Linked DNA regions of Mus musculus: region 2 is linked to region 1. A link is a contact called in public ChIA-PET data. All regions are on one chromosome and are shown on one strand. Each heading gives the region's core, a stretch centred on a gene start, on an enhancer-like site or on the middle of the called end of the contact. The rest is flanking DNA. Distances are from core to core; before and after follow the strand shown. Region 1 holds the start of Gpr55 (G protein-coupled receptor 55). Region 2 holds the start of Sp100 (nuclear antigen Sp100).

Region 1 (5,524 bases), core at 814-3,313:
ACCTCTTTGTTGCAGTAACTCCATTTCCTTCATCTTACAACCTAGCAGAGTGCTTGGTTTCTTAAGGGGCCATTGTAGGCAACTGAACTTCAGAGTGTGAATTGTGAAACCCACGGGGTTGCTCATCAGCCCTGCCTCCTGGGGCTTGGGAAGGATTCAGTACAGGCTGTTGCTGACAGATACAGATCTGGACTCTCAGGCACCATTACCTGAGATGATCCAAACCCCAGCCCTGCATCTCTTGCATGGATGATGCACATCTAAGGATCTTGTCACCTGAGCTCTCTGCCTCAGGTTCCTTCACTATAAATGAAGCCACTTGTAAGTGTTCCTGTCCTAGATGGTGTGGAGAATTAACTGACTTCCACACCCCCCAAAGTCACAGCCTATTGGCTAATCCCTAGGACATATAAAGTGGTGGGGGAAATGTCACCCTCAATGACATCTCCTTAAGCAGTCAAGGTAACTTAGTAATGCTAAGATTAAAGATGAAGATTAAATAATTAGAGTAGTGTGTGATTGGGAAGATACTTGATGACATCAGAGAGAGCAGAAGTGGGCACATCTGGGATGGGAAGCAAGTACTAGCATACTGAACCCACATTAGAGGCAGAGAACCTTCCCCATAACCCTGGCCGTCCAGTTCTTGGTATTGGAGAAGAATTTCTACTCTCCACCTCAAGATTTAAAAAAGCCAAGATTGTGTTAAAGATAGCCAAGAAGGAAGTGAATAATTGAGTTCCTATATCCTTGGAGGGTTTGCTAGCATTGTGTGGGGGGACACTTGGTCCCCAGATGGTGGCACTATTTTTGGATGTGGAGCTTAGGTAGAGGAAGTGGCGTCCTGTGATGACGTGCCTTTGAAGGTTGTATGGCAGCCTGGGTCACTTCCTCTCTCTGCCTTCTGTCCACGGTGAGGTGAAAAGCTTATGCCAGGCAGTCCCACTGTCATGATATTTATTCTGTCTCATGGTCCAGAAACATAGAGACAAGTGCTTTTGGACTGGGCCATCTGAGGGTGAGCCCAAGTCAATCTTCTTTTCACCAAAGATGCTTCTTGGTATTTGCTTACAGTAAAGCTAACTAAGACTGAAGATATTCTCATTGTTAAAAAGCCCAGGAAATAAAACCTTTGTGAGAGCAAAAATATAAGATATTGTAGCAGAATCAGTGATTACCATGCAACAGAGCCAAGGGAAAAATGTCCATGCATAGAGGAGGGGTAGGAAGGGATGGAGGGAGAAGGCTCACAGTGACCAAAGATAGAAACTTAGCACTGAAGCATGGAGGAGCATGGCTCTGAAGAGCGTGTGGAAAGAGGACAAGGTCTGCTCTAGGCACCAGAAACATAAAGAGAAATCTATCTTTTGAAGGGGCTCACTAGCCTCCCCATCCTCCATGTCCATAAGAAATAAACAAGAATGACTAGGCTAGCTGGGCATGGTGACACATGCCCTTAATCCCAGCCCTTGGGAAGCTGAGACAGATAGATCTCTGTGAGTTCAATGTCAGGCTGGTCTAAAGAGCCAGTTCCAGGTCAGCCAGGGCTATACAGAGACTCTGTATTAAAAATAGATAGATAGATAGATAGATAGATAGATAGATAGATAGATAGATAGATGATAGATAGATAGATAGATAGATAGATAGATAGATAGATAGATAGATGAAAGAAAAACTACAATTAAATTTCCTTTAAAAATGAGTTGGTGGCTGTGTCTTTGGGCAATGTTAAGGGGATCAGGGATGGCATCAGAGATGAGAAAATGTGCTGGATTTAGACAGAGGCGGAGTCACTGGTTCAGTCCAGGATTCTTCTCTTCCACTTCAAGTCAGACCTCCCTCAGCTCCAGTAGAAACCGAAGAAGATGAAGCCAGTGGTGTTAATGCAGGAGCCTGAATGCAGGAGGCCACCACAGTGACACAAGAGCAGGCAGGTCTCACACAGATGTCTAGAACTTCCTCCTTCTTTGAGCTCTCAGTCAACTTTCCAGGAAGGGAGAGGAGAGGCGGGGCATTCTAAGCGGCTGCTGTCCCTGCCTTGACATGAACTATCCAACACTTTGCTCTCTGTAAGCCGCTCATGTGACTGCTCTCAAGGTGGCCAGGCATCTTCAGTCTCCGTTGGTGGAGAATGTGGTCCACCTAGAGGGCAGGAAAGGGGACTTCTCTTGGAGACTTCAAGGCTGGGACTCATTGGTACTCCTAAGCTGTCTGACCACTCATGGGAACCATCTGGGCTTGGGGACAGAAGTGTGACCAAATCTGGGATTTGGAGCAGAGGTGAGACGTGTAGCTACTGTGTGGATGTAAAGGGTCCTTCCCCCACCTTCTCCCCTTGCTTCTCCTTCCCTAGTTTATCCTGCCTTCCCTTTGCTGCTGAGCTCCCTCCTAGGGCAGGTACCCTGCTACTCAGGATGATGCTGTTATCAATCCCAGCCTTTTCCCTCCCTCAGACACAAGCTCTAAAGGAGACAATGGCAGACTGACATATATCCATGGGGAGGAAGAGTCTGAATCTTTAGCTGAGTTGCTGGGTGTTGTTTATCTGTCCTCTCACTCCATCTGGTTTTGAGAAAGTTTCTACTGTCCGTCTTGGACAGACAGTAGACAAGCTGCAGAACAGGGAACCAGCAAGCACTTATTGATCAAATGAACTTCTGACCCCAGGTTATCGATGAGGAAGTTGACTAGGAGGAATTACAGAGACTTGTCAAAGGGGTGGGGCCACTCTCTCTGTTTGCTGGGCTTTCTTAGGAATCAGGGTGCCACTGGTGACCCTATGACTTTCTCTCAGTCACCCCATTCCCACTTCCTGTCCCAATTCCTTCTCAGCATGGCTGTTTCTCTTTCTCCGACCTTCCTTCTGCCCCTGTATCCAGCCCCCACGCTGCCCCATCCACTGAGTTGATCTGGGTTTAGAGATGAGGTAAAGGAACATCCAAGGTTTCCTTTTTATTGGTCAGCTTCCAATATGATGTTCCTGTTCAGTGTGTTTGTTCAAGGTGACCTTTGAGCAGCTCCTACTCCTGGCTGACTGGCTTTGAGCCTCTGCTCTTGTTGCTTGCAATCCTTAGACTTCAGCTACACAGAGGCAACCCACCCCTGTCTTCAGAGACAGTCCCCACTCCTGTCCCCAGAGACACCTCTATGTTTGGTCTTTCTGAATGTCAAGCAACCCTTGTGTGTGAGAAGACCTCTTAAGCTATTCTTTGTACCTCTGGCCTCTCTCTGCTCCCTGCCTCCCTGCCTGGCCCCGCTTAGGGTTAGCCTCTAAGCCTACACCCCTTAGGTTAATCCTTACCCCTTAGGTGAAACCCCTGCTGGGGCAAGTCTATCCCTCTGAATAGGTGCTGGGCCTTGATGGCTGAAGGGGTGAATGGAGTAGTGTCAGGAGAGGATGTGGTAGTGGAGAAACTCTTAGGTAAGCAGTCAGAAGAGCTTGCTTTGCGCCCGAGAAGGAACTGCTTCCTGGAGCTCTCTTGATGCCTGGTGCACTTGATGAAGTTGGAGGTATGTGCTCCAGTATCATCTCTTTAGAACCCCTTTGAAAGGAGGCAGGGAGCCAGCCCAGCTGTCAAAGCTTCTAGCTTGCTCTTAAGGAAGAGAGGGTAGGACGGATCAAGGCAGTGATCCCAGGCTTAGGAAACTCCCAAGAAACTTTTTTATTTATGCTTTTTCTGGTTTCAAAGGGAGCTAGAGAGAGAGGGCTCTGAACCATGGGCAGGTCTTTGCCTGCCTGCTACAGAGATAGATATTCTATCTTTCCAGGTTTTAGAGAGCACTTGGGGGAGGTGGGACAGTGATTGTTTACATAGCTTTACGAAATGTCTTCCTGTGTGTTTTTGACTCATGACCAAGCATTTTAAGCATTTAAAGAGCAAGCAACAGCAAGGCATATTCTTGAGAAACAATATATGAAGGAGGACGGTACACACCCATAATCCCATCTGTATGGTGAACCTGAGAGCAGCCTGGGGTACCTGAGAGCTTGCTCCCCAACCTGTCCCCCGTGCACAAAGAAAAAGAAAGTAGCAAAGACCAAAGGTGTGTGAGCCCCCTTTGAGTAGCAGCAGGACGGTGTAGACCCTTTGCTGGGTTTCCAGCCCCATGCTCTGGGTAACATGGCGGGTATGGGACACCTGTGTGTCTCTTGCCTGTCAAGCTTCCAGCTGCCCTGATCTTATGCCCTGGTCTAGACACTGCTTTGCTGTGTACAGCCAGGCTCTGGCTAGGGTGTGGCTAGGAACATGAAGGTATCTCACTTAAGGAAGTTCTGCTCCAGGACTCGTCTTGGCTCCTAGGACAGCTTAGTCTCTCTGTCCCGGTAAAGAGAATGTACGTAGCGTTACCCATCCCACAGCCTGGGGTTGATCAGAATGAAAGACAGTGGGGGCTTGGAATGGCTGTCACAGATCTGCCATCTGTACATTGAACACTGGGAACTTGAGCTCTGGAGGACCCCTGCTTCACACAGAAGCCGATATGTATTCAGGGAGCACCCGTGTACCAGGATGAATCACTCAGACCCACCTTAGGGAGTTTCTATTCCTGTAGACACATGAAAGTCACAGCATGCATGATCTATAAAAATAGCCTTGCCTTGATTCTCGGAGGGGCCCCCTAGCTCCTCCTGGCTCAAGTGCTGCAGTCAGCCTGGCTTTCCTAATTGCCTGAGCCGTATGAGGGCTCCTTGCTGAGCATCCTGCAGGGGCTGGCTTAGCTTTCCTTTGAAGAAGAGCCCCAGGAAAACATCTGCTCATCATCTTTGCAGACACCTGTGTGGGTCTGACATAAGCCCAGACTGCATCACGAGGACTTGCTCATATTCACGCTTTCAATATGAAAGTTTCCATTAACCACCGTCCTCTCTGGCCAGGGGTTCCCTGTCCTGAACCAAATGTGCTAAATGTCCCTGATGATGCTCCTCTCTGTCCTTGAGTGATGCTCTTGTGAGAGAAGAAGGCTTCTCACACTGGACAGCCTCCCCTCCTCATACTCCATCCTCACATCCATGCCCTGCCCCCATTCTTGACTTATATTTTGGGAGCTGGGTGAGTGTACATCTAAGGGGATGGAAGAGAGTGGACCCCCACTGCGGAAATTCGCTGTCCTTGCCCAACATTTTAGTTCTGCTCAGAGCGGTGTGAACCATGCCAACCCCCTTTTTGGGCCCCTGAGGAAGAGCCCCTAAGACAAGCAGATTAACTTTGGAGCTGTCCGGGAGTCTCAGCCCCACCCCTGCACCCACCCCCAACCCCCAAGGAAGTTCAGGCCCAAAGAGGGGAAGTGGCTCTGCCTAGAGCTTGCAGGTGGCTGAGTCCTGAAGGAGAAATGACACCCCAAAGCTTAATCAGCTGCTCTGGATTACCTGCAGGTAACAGTCTCTCCGCCATTTAGAGAAACGGAGGCCCAGTGCCTCTGACCTGACCTTGCTTTCCTGAAGGCCTGGGCTCTGTCCATACCTGTCCAAAATCAGTGGGCTTCCTCACATAGCAGGCCAGCAATGAGTGCTCTCCGTGAC
Region 2 (5,524 bases), core at 2,122-4,621, 310 kb after region 1:
CACACACACACACACAATACTGCATTCGCACACACTCACTCACACATACACACACTACATTCACACACAGAGATTTTTTTTAAGCTGTAAAGGAAAGAAACCAAGCTACTAAACATTAAGTCATTGTCATGGGGGAAGACCAGGAGACAGCCTTACACATAAAAAGATTAAAATCCTAACAAAGATAGCACAGGAGCAGTGAGAACTGGGGGGCTAATGTGGCTCCAGGGTAGAATCCTTTTGTCTAAAAAAAGAGACAGACGAAAAGAAACAAACTTTCCCTGAATAAAGATAGATTCCCACATGTTACCTGAAGAACACAGAACTGTGATCCAAACAAAACAAACAAAAACTCATGCCAGGCCAGGTAGGGCAGGCCTTTAAGCCGAAGGACTCAGGAAGCTGAAACAGGAAAATTACGGTTTCAAGGCTATCCTGGGCAACTGAATGAGATTGTGTCTCAAATTAAAAAGTAAAGGGAGGGCTGGAGATATAGTTCAGAGGTAGAGAACTTGCTCCGCAAGGACAAAGCTCTAGGTTCAAAGGCAGCCACGGCAAGCAGAAACACAAAAGCCCCAACACCCCAAGGGTGCTGGATTTTCTCAGTGGCTTCCATTATCACTTTATTTATGGATGTGTCTTTCTTACAAGATCAATACTACAATTCAAATTTAACTTTGTATAAGAGGAAACCCACTATACACAGTGCCAAAAGACAAGGGAGAATATAGCTACGGTTTCTCAAGACATTTAGCCAGTGCATAGAAGAAGTGCATATAAAAACCACATAGGGGTTTTTATACAAGAAAAATAAATGAATTAAATCTGTTAAAAAATAAATGAACACCTGACTAAAGATATTGAAAACAGACCAGTGCTGGAGAGGGAGCTGAAGGGCCAGTGCATAAGAAACGCAACCCATTTCCTGCTTAATAGAGAGACTGCAAAACAGCACACATCTCTATTGCCTTTGTGTACTTGGGCTGAGAGAGGAAGACGCCTCACCTCAGTAGCTACTGGCAGGGAAATGCATAGACTTTGCCTCCTCAGCAGCCATTTGGCAACGTCTATAAAGCAAGTAACGCCCTTTGTCTCGGTAGTCCCCTGATTATATCTTTGATTCAAGACAAAATACTAGTCAATAAGCATAATGCATTATACGGCCAACGTTCCCACAGCTTGTGGGTGACAGTCAACTATGGTAGTGAGCGAAAGTTCATCAAAAGGAGACTGGTTTAAACTGGTTTAAAACTCGTGGAAAGGACTGGCAAGCTGGCGCAGTGGAAAAGGAGCCAGCAACCCAGCCTGATGACTTGGCTCGGATCCCAGAAGCCACACGGAAGAAGGGAGGTACCACCTCCTCTATTTTGCCCCCTGACTCCATGACACACGCAAAGCTGCTGCACGTGTGCACACATAAATAAGCATGACATTGAATGATACGTTTCTTGGTTCATATACAAGTGCTCTGAATGGCAGGGAGCTGTGAAAAAGAGTAAAGTAAGTGTACCCTCATTACACGGAGGACCTCGCCAAGGCTTCTACTCTTTAAAACAGGCTAAGGCTGAAAACACCTCACACCATTACAAAATGAAAATATGCATTAACGAAAACAAATTATACATGAAATGCATTTGGAAAGATAAAGGGGCTGGAGAGATAGGTCAGCAGTTAAGAGCAAAGATTGTTCTTCAAAAGGACTGGAGTTCAGCTCCCAGTCTGTCAGCTCATAGCCATCTATAACTCCAACTACAGGGGACCTGACATCCTCTTCTGTCCTCCAAAGGCACATTCCCTAATAGTGTACACACTCTTTTCTCTCTCTCTCTTACACACACACACACACACACACACACACACACACACACACGCACGCACGCATGCACGCACGCGCGAGACCCAATAAATATTTTGTAGACAATAAGAAAGACCCAGGTATGGTATTGTACACCTTTAATCCCTGTACTTGGGAGGCAGAGGCAGATGGATCTCTATTGTAAGTCCAAGTCCAGGCAGGTTTACATAGCAAGTTTCAGGTCAGCCTGGACAACATAATAAAAAAGATCAAGAGACCGTGCCTTAAAATAAAAAATAAATAATATAAGGAAGATTGAGCCCAAGGAGTGGGCTAAGTATATGGGGGCAGCTGAGGGGTCTTATCCTTTCTATATTTCCACAAGTTTGAAAGCTTATAAACCACATTTTATTATGAAATGGTCCTGGTGGTCTAGGCCTGTAACCTCAGTCACTCAGAGGCTCACAAGTTCAAGGTCAGCCTAACCTATACAATGAGTTCCACACTGGTGTGAGTAACTTAGCAAAACCTTGAGTCAAAGTTCTAAAAAATAAATAGAGATATATAATCAGGCATATTCAAAGTCCGAGGTTCATCTGCAGTACTGAAAAAAAAAATGTATTACGTCCTTCGTACTAACAAAAACACTGCCCAACATTATTTATGCATAGTAGCGCATCTGAGTTACTGGAGCAAACAGAATTCTACTGTTTCCTGCCAGAGCTAACATCCACCTAGAACAGAAAACTAAAGGGAAATAGAAATATGTGGCTTGCCCTGACCTTTGCAATCAAGGCCCTTTCTTGTCTTTTGTCTTCCTTGGATCGAGGTCTGACAGTGAGAGCTTAAACCAGGAGTGAGCCTGGGCACAGCTTTCTTGGTGACAAGTCCTGCCAGACAGGTAGGAGAAACAGGGCAGCGGGTGCCAACTGTTTACCCAGCATCGTCTGCTATTTGGACTTCTTCCCTGAGGTGACTTTCCTGCAGGAGTCCTGCTCTAATGCAGAGAGAGGCAGAGGGACTGAGACCGCTTGGGTCACAAGATAATAACAGAACCATGCCACAGGAGTCCCTGTCAGCTGTGGCCAAAGTCTCCCTCTGACAGCTGAGCAGTGGTCATAAAGACAGTTATGACTTGTGTACAATCTGGCAAGCTTGTCTCTCTCGGCAGCGGATATCAAACTCAAGTGTTCAGGTATGCTGATGTTCTCTCTCTTTCTCTCTCTGTGTCTGTCTGTCTCTCCCTCTCTCTCTTTCTCTCTCTCTCTCTCTCTCTCTCTCTCTCTCTCTCTCTCTCTCTCTGTCTCTTCACCTCATCACCCCCAAATCTATCCCCTCTCATTATAGGCCAAAGCTACTTCATGTCAGGCGGTTTGAACTGACTGAAGCTTGGGTCACTAATTCAAGACATAAAATCAACCGTGTTGTCAGAGGAAAAGGTTACAGAGGGAAAAAGACTCACCTGGGGCTGCCGTCGCTCCCTTCCATCTTCCACAGCTGCCTGGGGCCTGGGACAGTGAGCTCTGATCCCTTGGTATCTGCACAGGCTTCTGTGTGTTTGCCTTGGGCCACATCTGAGAGCAGGAAGTGAGCCCAAGCACTAAGAAACCAGAGAGGGCTCCGCCCTGATGGGGAAAAGAAAAACGAAAGTAATTCTCTAATCTCAAGGGTGCTGCTGTGAGATCCTGTCCCATCCATCATTTTTGGAATGTTGTAGCAGGGAGGAGAAAGGGGACCTAGAGGATTGCAGAAGGGTACACCAGGACAAGCTGAGCCAGTTCCTGAGAGTGCCTTCTTTATGGAAAGATGGGACAAACAAACAAAACAAAACAATTAAAACCCCTCCACAGAAACTCAAACTGTACTCTCTTGCTCCTGTGTCTAGGAGGGGAGCAGGGATCCCCCCAGGGTTGGTTGCCATGTCCCTGGCTGAAGTGACTTGGGTAAGGAGACAGCAGGGAAGGAAGGTCAAACACTTGCAAGGTATCTCTCAGGCCAGCAGGAGACCCAGGAATGTGGCCAGGACAAGATTTCTCAGACCCAGGATTGAGGACATCCCCCAACTCCATAGACATTGGGTCAGAGCAAGACTTGGGTCTCTGAAGACTTGTCATCCCAGCCTAGAAGTCAAAGGCAGGAGGAAGCTGCAGCAGTGGCCACCAGGGCATGAAGACAAAGATGTGGTCCTCCCTTCTGAGGTGCAGATATGATAAGTAGTGATGAGCTGTCACCTCCAGTGAGTCTTTCTAGGAGGCCCCTCATGGATCATTAGGATATATCAAGTTCTCTCTGTTCCTCCTTCTGGGAGCACTTTCTCTGAGGGACTTGGGGACCTGAGGTGAGCCTCTACCCTGACAGGTCTCCCAGCAGAGAGTCTGCTTGCCTCTTTCTCATCCTTTAGTTCACATACACAGGGATAGGCTGGTATGAAGCTGGGGTGGGTATGACTCACAAGAGTAATGTGAGGCCATGCCTGAGGTTAGCCTTTGGGGTCTTTTAGTGCCCCACATTTTAGCCATGTCTCCATTTCTACTTCGATCTAGAATAAGAAACTTTGGGATGATTTTACAGGACTCTAAGTAACAAGACTTTGCAGAAGCACCTCAAAGCTAATGTGTGCATGGGAATCCAATGTCTATATGTTGCTGGTTCAGTTCCTTCTTGGAGACCCAGAGGAGTGCACACAGGGAGAGCTGAACTATCACTATACTATCCAGTGTCTGACTGGAACTCCTGAGACCTGAAAGCCCAGCTCCACAGTAAAGTGTAACTCTTGGGAGATGAGGTGCACAGGGAACAGAACATTGCTACACCTACTTACCCCAAAGCAGCTCTGGAAGAATGCTATTAAAGGGTCCCCCCTTCCCTGAATACCCCGCATCTCAGTTTCCAGCTATAATATTGGCAGAATTGTTCATACAGAAATCTAGAACATTCTGGCCTTGTGTTACTCTACCTGGGTGAGAATAAGATGGCTATCATAACTTTGAATCAAATTGGAAGCAAGCTTTGATACTGTCAGGATGAACTCTGGCCAGGTCTATTCCTGGATGCACAAAAGAATGGCAAATTTCACAGAAGCTTAAATGAGTAGCCCCATAAGGCCACCATATTTCCCTTTGTGTCCAATCAGGGGGAATTATGCTTCCTGATATAATTCCTGCCTGCATCCAATCAGGCAAGCATACATGTTGACATGTTTCCCACATACGTACCTCCTGCCTACATGTGACCAAGCACATCCTATGTAGTTGGGGCAAACAAATCTGTGTAGGGAAGTGAAAACATGTGTCTTGTTTCACAGAGGCATTCTTGTTTCACAGATCTCTTTGACACAGTAATTAAATTTAAAGCATAACTTTGGCTGTCATGCTTTGGAAAACCACACAACATGGCTTCAAAACAAGGTAGAATAAAGGTTTCAGGAGGGGAAACTTCAGTTTTCAGGCCATCCTGGAAGAGGTTGCATGTCAGATGAAAGACTGAAGATACTTACAGAAACATCATGGGACACATGGTTTGGAAGGCACTTGGCAAAGTAAAAGTATTCTTAGGTTCTGAGAGCCCATTCTTGTACAAGAGTGATAGGAGTGGCAGCTACCGACCAACTCTTGCTTAGGCCAGAATTTAGGCTTTTGTTGCAGCAGAGGGGACACATGATTGTAATGGCTCAGATTGCAAGCAATCTGTTTATGAAAGGCAACGCTCAGCTTTCAGTTCAGAGGGCAT

What was found. ChIA-PET counts read pairs in DNA pulled down with a chosen protein or histone mark.
Region 2: an RNA polymerase II ChIA-PET map of memory CD8 T cells shows a contact between it and region 1, with 7 read pairs. The contact joins the promoter of Sp100 here to the promoter of Gpr55 in region 1. A contact is called at or near these places in 1 of 15 datasets of contacts at CTCF or cohesin (CD8 T cells) and 1 of 115 datasets of contacts at active chromatin or transcription factors (memory CD8 T cells).

Annotation. Positions count from the first base shown.
Region 1 is chr1:85,957,594-85,963,117 of GRCm38.p6, reverse strand. It overlaps Gpr55 (G protein-coupled receptor 55), which reads left to right and starts at 2,063. Exons shown (of 2, transcript NM_001033290.2): 1 at 2,063-2,283. It overlaps Gm41905 (a long non-coding RNA gene), which reads right to left. Exons shown (of 3, transcript XR_878331.2): 1 at 5,466-5,524.
Region 2 is chr1:85,647,861-85,653,384 of GRCm38.p6, reverse strand. It overlaps Sp100 (nuclear antigen Sp100), which reads right to left and starts at 3,371. Exons shown (of 22, transcript NM_001372231.1): 1 at 3,258-3,371. The coding sequence starts at 3,283.